2 separate regions of the Oryzias latipes genome follow, and region 2 is linked to region 1. Evidence: chromatin contacts called from public Hi-C data. All regions are on one chromosome and are shown on one strand. Each heading gives the region's core, a stretch centred on a gene start, on an enhancer-like site or on the middle of the called end of the contact. The rest is flanking DNA. Distances are from core to core; before and after follow the strand shown. Region 1 overlaps LOC101174907 (MICOS complex subunit mic25a). Region 2 holds the start of LOC101175150 (plexin-A1).

Region 1 (5,450 bases), core at 1,975-4,474:
AATCAATTATGTAAATACAAAATTATGCAAATGGGACATTTAAATAAATCTGTGTATTTGGGGAGAAAAAGATTTTCGGTGTTGTTTCATACTTGGACTCCAGAGCAAAAAGAGGGGGGGGGTAAAATTAGGATTAGTCTAGTGAATGTCACTGGCAGACACTCTGTAGAGTTAAAGTCCTGATTTAGTTTTTTAATTAGGAGGAAGGAGGTGAGGAGGAAGAGGGAGCGATCCAAACGCAGACAGAGAGGAGAAAATAACATCGGACTCACTGACAGCATTCCTCATGTCGCTGCTCGACAGGAATGGATAAGGTGGGAACATTCATCATGTGTGACAGTAATAAACACAACTGGAACCGCTGAGTGCCCCCCCCCCTCCTTCCCTAAAGCTCCTGTTTGGTCAATACTGCTGTTTGCCATAAACTCTACTTTGAATTGATCCCCAAACTCAGTTGTAAAAGGAACACCGCATTGCCAGTGGGAGCTTTTGAGGCTCATTAATTCAGAAACCAAACGAAGGTCTGGAAACGCAGTGATGAGGATGTGTGGAGTAAAGCTGCTGAACTCCACTCATTACAGATGAGAAACTCTCCCAATTATGACACGCCCCTTTACTGCAAAAAAATAATGCTAAAACCAGCTGTGCTGTGTGCTTTTCTGACATGCTTCCTGCAGCACATCCCTGTACATGCAATGTAATCGATCAGCATGCTGCCATATGAGCACGGGTTTGGATGAGGTTGACTTCAAATAGTTTACAAGTAAAATCCCCCAAAACACAAAGCCCTGTTAGCCGTGACAACGGGCTTTAATGTTTAGTTTACCTAAATCATTATCTCATCAACTAAAACAACGTTACAAGAGATACTGATGTCATTGTTTTTGTCTAACAATGATGCATTCTGGTCATAACAAAGCAGAATAAACCATTTTTTAGTGTGAAGGTTTTTGCTTTTGGTATTTATGTTTAAAAAAAAAGTTTTTAGCATGTTATGCACTTTGTGTTACATATAAAGTGCTTTATACGCAAATGTTGATTTGATGACAGTTAGATTGCGATAAATAAAATGTGTTACATTGATAAGAAACCAAATATACAGAGATTTTTAGTTAAATATTGAAAAATGTGAAGTGAGATGGTACTTAAAGAACCAGCTGAGTGGAATAAATGGATTCGCAGATGGAAAAATAGAACCAAACAGGAAGACTTCCACGTTTTCATTCAACTAAAATCCAACAGTTAGGATTTGATGAAGCAAAAAGAACAAAAACTCCAGATTTTACAGACCTGCCAACACAGATCGGGAAGAAAGTGAAAGAGACAGATTGGAACACAAGGTGAGAACAGAAACTGGCTTCAGTACTGGGATGTATTCAACTGGAAAAAATAAAACAAAATAGTTCTTATTTCAATTAAACTCAGTTGATTTTGCTTTGACACAAAAGCAACTATTTAAAAAAAAACTCTACAAAAAAGTTAACAGCTTCTTAACTTAATAACACTACACAAAAAATGTTTTTATAGGGAGAGTATTAGAGATAAAACTTTATCTTTAATTCACAGTGGAATTTTAACATTTTTAAGTATTTATTTTTTTAAATCTGCGACAGGACAGGTGCGGCGCTGGATTTGTGTGCAGCTTTGTACGTCTGCTCTGCATACATCCAAACCTCCCAACCCGGCGAGCTCTGCTCGTCAGCATTTGCCGCTGCTCGGGGCGGCGGGGGGGCTGTGGGGGAGCGCACAAAGGGGCTTAACATGCAGAAAAGATGTCAAGTCTGTGATAACACCGCCTGATAGCGGCACAAATGTGTAAATGTGTGTCTAAATCATTGCAGCTCGCATGTGTGTGTGTGTGTGTGTGTGTATGTGTGTGTGGGTGTGGGTGTGTGTGTGTGTGTGTGTGTGTGTGTGTTCACCGTGAACCGTCACTGAGACAGTCAAAGAGTCACCGCTATGCTCAGAAAAAGCTTCATCTCCTTTACACCAGATGCTTATCTTGTTTTATTTAGTTGCTTATTGCTTTAGTTTTTAGCTCTTTTCATTTTTTAAAGAAATCAGAATGCTTATACTTTTAATGTTTATTTCAAACTTTACATTTTTCATTCTCGATGACAAAATGAATGGTTAAAGCGTCAAATTTCTCCAAAACATGGTTCTCAATAAAGACCCACTCTGATGAAAACGGTGTTTCTAACATGTTCTGGTGGCATTTTTCTGATGATGAAGGACAAATATAAACAAAGTGAAGATTAAAATGGAATTTTTGAGAATTTTTTCTTTTATTTTAATTGCTGTGAATCAGGCGCCGAAGAAAAAAAAGGCCGTTTGAAAAAGAGCCATTTGTGACGTATACTGTAACACAACACTTCCCCGCTCCACTCTGTTCCTCTCAGCAATGGGGGAGATCCACATTAATGGTCCCACCCACAACTCAGAGATGGATTTCTAATGAACTCCTGCCGCTCTGCAGAAACTAAGTCCTAGAAAACGACACAGATGTTTTGATTTTGGCTAAAAACAGGACCTCTGGGAACACTTTGAAGATAAATCAAAAGACAACGGGTGTGGGAATTGAATGAAAATGCTATTGGAGTGGGATACTTTTCATTTCTTCACATAGAACGGAAACACGGAAATGCGTCTTTAAGAACTTAGCAAACTTTAAAAGACAAAATCTTTATTTGTACGTCTTTTTTAAATAATTGAATCAGAAATGTTACCATTTTGCAATCACCTGAACAGCGATTTTTAGCAGCTTTTGCAGACAATATTCTGATTCAAGCTTCAACTGTTTCAGCTGTTTTCATCTTCTCAAGAAAATCTAGCACCAAGCCATCTCCATGTTTCCACCAAAACCTTCATATTAGCTTAAACTTCAATCATCCTCATCTATCAGAATCCGTGCATTTTTGCAGGAATACAGATGTTCAGTTAGATTTCAAATGTGTTGATTACTAGTTGGATTGCCATCACCATAATCCCAGAGATTAGCCAATTCAATAGAAGCATGATAGATTGCGCAGGTTAGGAAGTGTCTGAAAAAAAGAACGGATGTGTGTGAAGTTCTGACAGGGGGCTGGTGTTTGAAGGGTGCTGCATGTTGGGTTGAAGCGCGGCCTTTGGTCTCTTATCGGCGTCTTCAGCGCAGCAGCAGCTGCGAGCTGCATGTGTGGCCTCAACAGCTGCGGCCTCACGGCGTGTCATCTCAGGTCCGGCTTTAATGAATGTGGGGATTTTGGCCTGGGTTTTCCATCATCGTTCTGCCGGACAGTGACAACAGCTTCCCTCTGACTCATCCCTCACACGTGCACGCGTGTGCACACACACAGACACACACACACAGTGTAGAAAGATAAAAAGAAGAGACGGAAGAAGAAAAAATCTAGAGGAAGGAAACATGTTGCCCAGCAGCACAACACCAAGTCATCCCACATCTTCTACTTTGAGCTTAAGATGTTTCAACACTGCCATCTAGTGACCAGTCCAAGGATTTATTAGTTTCAAACTGCACATTTACTTTAAAGTCCCCTATGTAAAAAAATGTTCATGTATAAAAACATTCCCCGGGGATGTTTTAATTATGATTATGACGTTTTTAACCAACATCCCACAACCTAAATGTCTTAAAAAGCCAAATTTCATGTTTACCTGAACCCGTCTCCTTTTGGAAAGTTCAATAGAAATTTGCCTCCTTCTGCTGCATGAGAAGGGGGCGGAGCAGAGAGCTTGTGGCCCACCCATAGCATTTTCCGACATAACAAATAAGATCTTTTTTTTAAACAGCATCTATTTGTTTGCTACAATGTAAAGATATACTAAGAATTAAATTTTAAGCCTAATTTTCTATATACATGTCCTCCATCATCAGAAAAATGATAAAAAACACAATTTTTAAACAAGTAGGTCTTTAAAGGTCAATTTTTTATTTTTTTTTATTGGTAGCTGTGTTTGTCAGATCTGTTTTTTCAAGTGTTTGTTGTTTTGTTTTGTTGTTCTGTTGTCTCACTTAAATAAATAAATACATTTAAAAAAAAAAAGGTCAATTTTTTAACTCTAAATTCAAAATTATTTTAAACATCTAGTCATAACAATTCTGGATTTCTTGGTTTTAATTTGACATAAATGTCTGCCTTTAGGTGTTTTTCCTATTTGTGGGGTTAATTAAAGAAATGCAGCGTCAATAATTGGATTCAGCTGAATAAACATGCATTTTATTGGCAAAAATGTATTTAAAAGAAAAAAAAAGAAAAGAAAACACCTTTCTTTCCACAGCTCCATTAGCTTCAAGCAGGTCTTTGTTCCAGCCTGCACGCATGTGCTTAGCGTGTGATACCTCTGCATACTAATGCCTTCGTAGTTTTTCACAGGGACAACACTTGTGGAGGTGAAAAGAAAAAGACTGGAGGAAAAACAAACACAGGAAGTGCGAAAATGGAGAGGGAAAGAGGTGTTAAAGTGCTGTGACATTTCATTTCGTCTGCACCTTCCTTCGAGTGTTAAATGTGGTCTTGTGACAAGATAAGACCATATTGCAAAAAAGCTGTGCGCGATCGCACCTTTCCAGGTAGAGTGACAGGTCGGACACAAGAATAGTAGAAATTGTGCCAAAGATGGAAAAGTACACGATGGACGGAGACTTTACATTCAAATGATTTCTTTTGAAAAGATTTCTGAAACAAAAACCAATTTGATCATAAAATTATAAACTTGATGTAAACGCAGGAAAAACTGCAAAGCTCAAAAGGGTATTTAGGTGCAGAGAGAGTAGGACTTTTATTTCTGTATATTTGCATTCTGGAGAACATGTCAGTGTAAATTGGTTAATGAGCTTTCTTCCCATTGTAGTCGATCCATCGTAGGCCTTAGTCACAACTGTCCTTACGGGTGGACACAAGTTGTCTGCAGGTGAGAAAAGGGCAAACCTGTACAGGGCACGGAGGTGGTCGTCACGAAACATCAAGGTCGTGAACCGCTCGGTGCACATTTCTTTCTACGGGCATGATGCGGGCGACAGGTCGTAGAGAACACTTATACAACACGTAAGGTTAAGTAAGGGTGAAGTAGGCGATAAGGAGGCGTGTGTCCCACAAATTTCACCCCAAATCCTGCAACCTCTGCAAGGACCCTGTTAGTCCTGTTCATGTGATGTTAGAAATGAGGACATCAGACCATCAGGGTGTAGTTGGTGTGGACATCCTACGCGCATCCTATGGGGCTCTTGCATATCACTTGCACACCACGTACGCTTACCATTCGCGAGCAGCCAGTAAGGAACCAGGAACCAGTACTCACACCTTACTAAACACTAGAGTGTGCCTTAAGGGTGAACTACGACAACATCACCTGTAGGGCATAACTTCTACCCTCCTTACAAATACTTATTGAAACAGCCACCACACATACGACAATGGTACGTTCCGTTTTCATGACGTCCCCTTAAGATG
Region 2 (6,273 bases), core at 2,896-5,395, 98 kb before region 1:
ACCTGGATGATAGAACAAATGAATTTAAATCAAATGTTCACATAAAAAATATTACTCCAACGCTATGCATTGTGGTCTATATTCGCCACGCTTGGAAATTTCTAGGTCACTTAATTTTGGAATTCTAGATTTGGACAGCACTACAAAATGGTAAATGCACCACATGTGCACCAAGCAATTAGGATACAACCACGCTTTGCATGGGAGCGGGTCTTTAAATTTGGATTTGTGGTTGGCCTTTTCAGTGCCTGCTTGAAAAAAAAGCCTCTCCCAAACCCAAGCAGCTGTCACTTTCAGAGAACAGGAGCAGGAGGGGGGGCTTCTTTGAAGAAACTGTTAAAAGCAGGCGATAAAAATAAACCGAGAGAGGAGAAAATTAATTATACATAACAGGCAGTTCACTTGGATGAGCACTGCAGAGACGGAGGAACTAAAGCTGCCTTCTTCCAAAAAAAAAAAAGTCTTTTCCTCGCCGCCTCTGCTGCGCCACATTTCCGCTCAAATTAGCTTAGTGACAACTGAAGTGGGGGTGGGGGGTGCAGTAAGGAAGGGGTCAAACTTTTACACATCCAACTTTCATTTCAAATTCCCCAATCTGCAGTATATTCCACATTCCAGCAGCTTCAGGAGAGCCAAAAATAAAACATGCAGCCCCGAGAGCAGCCTCTTCTTCAGATGAAATCACCATGGCGCTTGCAGAAAGCTCAGGCTGGCTTTAAATTTGTCCCTGATTGGAACTGATGAGGGTTTGTGCCGCCGGCTCACCTCCAAATTCACCTCTTGATATGACTGGTAATGCACCACCACTTTGCGGGTCAACAACGCCCACAGACTCTCCATCCCAGCTTCTTATGTGGGCCAAATGGAGGTCATTCTAATTTGAGAAGTCAGTCGAGGTAGACCCGTCAGGTATTGGCAACCCGGTTCCTTTCATATTAGGGCTCGTCAGCCGCACCATGAGAGATGTGTGCAGAAGCATAGGGGTCTATAGATGGAGCCCCACTGCTGCTCCCCCTGTAATGTGTTTTAATATTGCCTCTGTGTGGCTCCTCGCCTCGGGGCATCGCACAAACACACAACTGAGAGGCAGAGAGGACGGGGCGAGGCTTCACGTCGGAGAGAGAATAAAGAGAATCTAGACCGAGGTGTTGGGAAAAGACGAGTGGATGATAGGCGCTTCATTTAGCGGAGCGCCGGAAACATCCCGGCTAACCTCTTTAGGATGACTGACACAAATGAAAACCTATGTAATAAAAACAAGTCATGTCCTCGCGCTGCGATAGGAAAACAGATATTACTTTACAGCCAAGAAGGCTCTAACACATAAGGGGGGAGGAGATCCTCTTTCAGGATGGAAGCAATGAGCCAAGGCAACGATCAACGCTGAAGAATCTAAAGGTGTGTGGAAAATGGAACACCAAGGCAGCCATGAAAGGTGCTTTCAGGAGCAGGAAAAGGGTGAAAGATGGAAAATGGAAGAAAAAGGCGGAGATACTCGGGAGCTTTTGACAATCAGAGCGTTAGGGAAAAGGCTGAGTGGCAGCGGGAGTTTGCAGAGGAAGAAACGCCTAAAGATGACTCTTGCACCGGTTTAAAATGTAAAAAATGCAGCACAACTACTAAACAAGACTGTTACATTGGTCTGTTGCATGACAGCATAAATCACTGAGCAGCACAGCCTGCAGGAGTTCTCTAAAAGTCCTCACCACAGCAGGGAAAGAGCTGTTGATTTTTGCAGAAATTTCATCCACACCTTTGATTTTTTTTGCTCCTTTAAAATAAAAAAAAACTATTAAATAAAACAAACATGTATGGCCACATTTTGCAGGGCTATGTGCATGTTGGCTGCAGCCTCAACTCAGCTCTTGTGTTTTGTCATCCAACTGCAATACAATTAGACCTGAAACACGCCTGACGGGTCCAGAGGAATGCAACGCGGGGACAGCAGCACAAAGGCCGGGCCACGGGGCTGCAAAGTGCACATGTCAGCTCGGATTCCAAAGCTGGGACATCACTGACTTCTGAGCAGCAGGAGCAGCAGACAGTGGAGTTTGAAAATTCATGACATGGCTGCTCCATTGTGGAGCAGATCTGTATCATAATTAGGGATGATTGAGGCAAATTGCTTGTAATTTTCTGGGTGGATTGCCAACTTTTATGTAAAGTGCCTTACAAGGTGACATTTTTTTTTCTGCACAAACCTTGAGTTTTGGGAATAGTGTTTCATTTTGATGTTGCCACACACGGTGAGCCCAGGAAGGCAGCAGTCGTTAAGAACATGCCTGAACATGCAACCATAACATTACGGTCCTATTACTGTCTGCTAATTGCAGCAGGATTCCTTCACAGGAACCGTATTAACCACACAAACAACAACAAAACCAGCATCTCCTCAGTTCTGGTTATTCAACCAGCCTCAAAGTTTGGGTTTGGTTTGTCCACATTATTGCCATTTCAGTTCAGATCAGGCAAAAAACTGGTGCAAAATTTGGTTTGTGTGTGTGATGATGCAGTATCTGGTCTCTTTATTCCTGCTTCACTGATGCGTTCAGGTGAGTGATCATATGCAGGACAGCCACTTGGTTTAAAAACTGCATTCACACCCTTCTGTCCTCAGAGTCTGGCCACTCTCCTCCTTTATTTAGAAAAAAAAGCTGCTTCAGCTTCTCTCCACGCCTCTGCTGATTTAATAGAATGAATACATGTTTAAAAGGGGGCTGCAATTGAATTCACGCAGCGCGCGCGGGCGCAGGGTGGGTGGGGGCTCATTTGGTTACCCGGGATTTGATTAAAAAGCCAAATAGAAGTGAGGAGAATCCGATGAGAGCGCACCGCCGACGCGCGCAGCCAGTGCGCACTCCGCGCACTCACCAAGCCCCCCCCCCCCCCCCCCCCCCCCGCAGCCCGCCTCCCCGCTCCATCCCCGCTCAAAAGGGGGAATTTAATTGCTGTCGAATAACAAAGCTTACAAATTGCCTCTCATTCGTTAGCAGATTAGCGATCCTTTCACATCACTCCAACACTATTTCTAATTATTTCAAAGCTAATAGGGGAATCGATTTTGGAGCAAAGCACTGCGTCTCTAAAGCCCCCAGAGAAATCTCAACTGCCCCCCTCCCCCTCTCCCCCCTCCTCCTCAGGTGCTTTTAATGGGAAAAATAAACTGGTTCCAATCCGGAGCAACAATCAGAGAAAAGTCCCACCGCCTCCTCCTGCGCCCTCGGTGCGCAAACGCAGGCGACAGCTGAGCTGAATCCCTGAGATTTGGGGGTCCATGAGGAGGGCGGCTGCTGTTCCACGCGTGAACGTTCAGCCTCAAACTCTAAACTCACTGCAGCGAGCGCACACGCGCGGAATCCGGGAGCTATTCCACGCTGCGCAAAAAAGCCTCCAAATGAAGCAAGTTGGTGGAGGAATGGAGCATCGCGGCGCATCTGCAGTTTCACGCAACAGACGCGCGCCTCCGCCTCAAGAAAAGTGGATCCGCGTGCTCCTTCACGCGTTTTTCACGCAGAGCTTCAACTGGAACTCATGGGGCTCAAGGAGAAAAATAGTGGAGCGGCATCGTGGGTTAGAAATCCTGTTCAAGCAAACTCGCCACACACCGACCGAGCAGAGAGCTAACGAGCAGAAAGAAATCCAGAAAAACTGCGGCTTGGACGCGCGCGGGACTTCTGCCGGTACTTACGTCTTCACGGGATCCCCGGGACCCAAATCCCCGCCATGGTTTTAAATTCCAAAACTTGGAAACATTTCCACGCTGGTCACGCAGCGGCGGTGCTCCCTCTCCGACGGCTCCCTGCGTGTGAATGGAGAGGAGAGGAATGCAGCTCCGGCTCCGAGAGGGAGGAGGGATAGGAGGAGGGAGGAGGAGAAGGCGTGCAGTACCTCAGCCCACCCACAGGGGGCTTCACAGCATCAGATGTAAAGACTGAGGAGGTTTTCATGAATATTTCATGCAGTGACACTTTCCAGAGTTAAACTGATGCATCTTCATAACTTTTACTGTATTTGATAGAAAACACTTGTTTGATTTCATGAATAAACGCTATGCGCCCATCGATTGTCTAAAGTAAAGAGGTAAATAAAGCTGAAGGATTTGCTGAATCACAGTCAACAACGCAAACAAGGTCAGAAAAAAAAGTCAGAACAATTTCAGCCTAGAATTAAAGATTTAAATAAAAACATGTTAAATTAAACAGAGACTAAAAACAAGGGTTTTTCAATAATTTAATAAAATTTGATCCAATATTTACATACAATGTTAAAACCCAATCTAAGACCACCAGGGGGGTTTATTAAAGTCACAATAAAATAGAAGTTCCTAATGCTTAGTCTCACATTAAAACAACAGGCTATTTTCTCTTGAAAATTTTACAACGCCAAAACGTTTTTATCACACTTGTCCATCAACTCCTCCTCTGACAGAAATCCATCTTTCATCCAGCTTTTATCTTAATTTTTTTTTTTTGCTTTTAGCTCAGACTTTAATCTATTCATGATTAGCTTCTCTTTCCTTATACTCTAACCTTCTCCTGGAAGTCCAAGAGGAACGAGCATTTTCAATCTGGCTGGGGAAGCTGGGGAACGAACGTTACCCAGGTAGGCCTCCTCACTGTCCATTTAAAAAAAAAAACTTCTCAAAACGAGTTCATATAGCCAGGCTTTTGACACAGCACCAACTCTGCTCTGTATGTTTCACTCTTATTGTTTTGCTTTTATCTTATGTTTATGTAATACTTATTTATATCTTTAATTGTTTTAACCTCTTAGGTGTTGCTTTTTATGTCCAATGTCTTGTTTGACTGCGGTCATTTTAAGGCGCCTTATAATATTATAAACTTGAACTTGGACATTAAACAAACTAAAAACTCAGCTTCAGTGAATCAAACATCTCTGAAGCCTAAAGAAGTTTACTATTTTTGGATTTGGAAAAACAACTGCAGGATGATAGGAGGTGGGACTCTTGATGGATTCTTTCTGCACATGTAAAACTGGTCTATTAAATGCTGCTGGCCCGTTTGTCCCTTACTGTTGTTTTGTTCCTTCTGTTTCTGCAGCGTGGGTTAGCCCCCCGCAGGAGCTGGCAGCTCTGTTCGAAGCAAAGGTCAGTCTGGTTGAGTGTACAGCCAAGGAAAGTCCAGATAAGTAGCGTTCTGCCCCCCCATCAGTCAGTGGAAGCCGACAGGAAGTGAGTGACATCTTGATGACAGATCTGAGACACGCTGCACCCACAAGGCCATCTTTTTATCATAGCATCGCCTCCGAGCAAATTCAAGGACATTTTAGGATAACGGGATCTTTTTTTTATTGTTATGGACATTTAGTGTTTGAAAAACACTTTACAGATAGCAACACATTAAAAATGAACTGAAACACTTCTACACAGACTGGATGGTTCGTTCTTCTTTGATATATAACCATTGTTATCAAGACGTTATGTTTGTCATTTGTTTGTGTCAGAGTTGAACACAGGCTTGTAGACCCGATCCGCTCTACTGCCACTCTGCTGACACTTTGTCCTATGAAACAACAGCTTTTTGGAATTTGGCTAAAACCGACGTAATCATAATTAAAAGACCTCTGGGAAAGCTTTAAAAAGAGATCAAAAGACAATTAAAGTGGGACTATAAGGAAGGGGTGCTTTACTGGATGGATGCCGACAGTCGAAAGTGAAGGTGAGGCACTGTGCGGTGTGAACAGAGCACAGGGGGTGTAGGAAAAACTGGATTCTGTAAAATATTGTGATGATTTAATCAGAAATACTGGTATCGTTTTTGAGAGCTTCACTTTTACGTTCCATTCAAACCCCTGACCACTAGTTCACTCTTTCAGCAGCTCTACACCAAAAGAAGAAGATCTCACGAGGACCATCTCGTGCTGGATGTTCCCTCGTTAGTCTGGCAGTTGATGTCACACAGCTCAAAGTCGACACTCCTCTGAACATGGCCGAGAATGACAACGTGATACCAGAGGCGTGCACGTGAACGGGATTTTAGTGTTCAACGTTTTTCAAAGTCATAGTCTTTAAAAATTGTAATATGTTCTGTTACAGGCTTGGGTTACATCATATCGTGACGTGTATCACAATGTAATCGTATTGTGACATGTATATCATGATGCGTTCCACATCGTGACATGTGTATCACGATGTTCATCGTATTGTGACGTGTATTGCGATGCATATCGTCAGAATCTTGCCAATACACAGCACTTGTAAGCATCATTTCTGAGCTAAATGCACAATTCCAACTTTCACCAGTATGTAGGTTG

Evidence for each region. Hi-C and Micro-C count contacts between places; a contact is called where the count stands out from the background.
Region 2: a Hi-C map of embryo shows a contact between it and region 1, with 1.9 times the contacts expected there. The contact joins the promoter of LOC101175150 here to the enhancer-like site in region 1. A contact is called at or near these places in 2 of 5 Hi-C or Micro-C datasets (embryo and fibroblasts).

The regions. Positions count from the first base shown.
Region 1 is chr5:30,197,550-30,202,999 of ASM223467v1, reverse strand. The region is part of intron 4 of LOC101174907 (MICOS complex subunit mic25a); the gene reads right to left. Among protein-coding and RNA genes, the nearest start is that of LOC101174907, 11 kb to the right of the region's middle. Within about 2 kb of position 3,224, at least 3 of the 8 cell types and tissues checked have an H3K27ac peak or open chromatin away from gene starts, as enhancers often do.
Region 2 is chr5:30,295,179-30,301,451 of ASM223467v1, reverse strand. LOC101175150 (plexin-A1) reads right to left here and starts at 4,145. Exons shown (of 32, transcript XM_011475607.3): 1 at 3,689-4,145.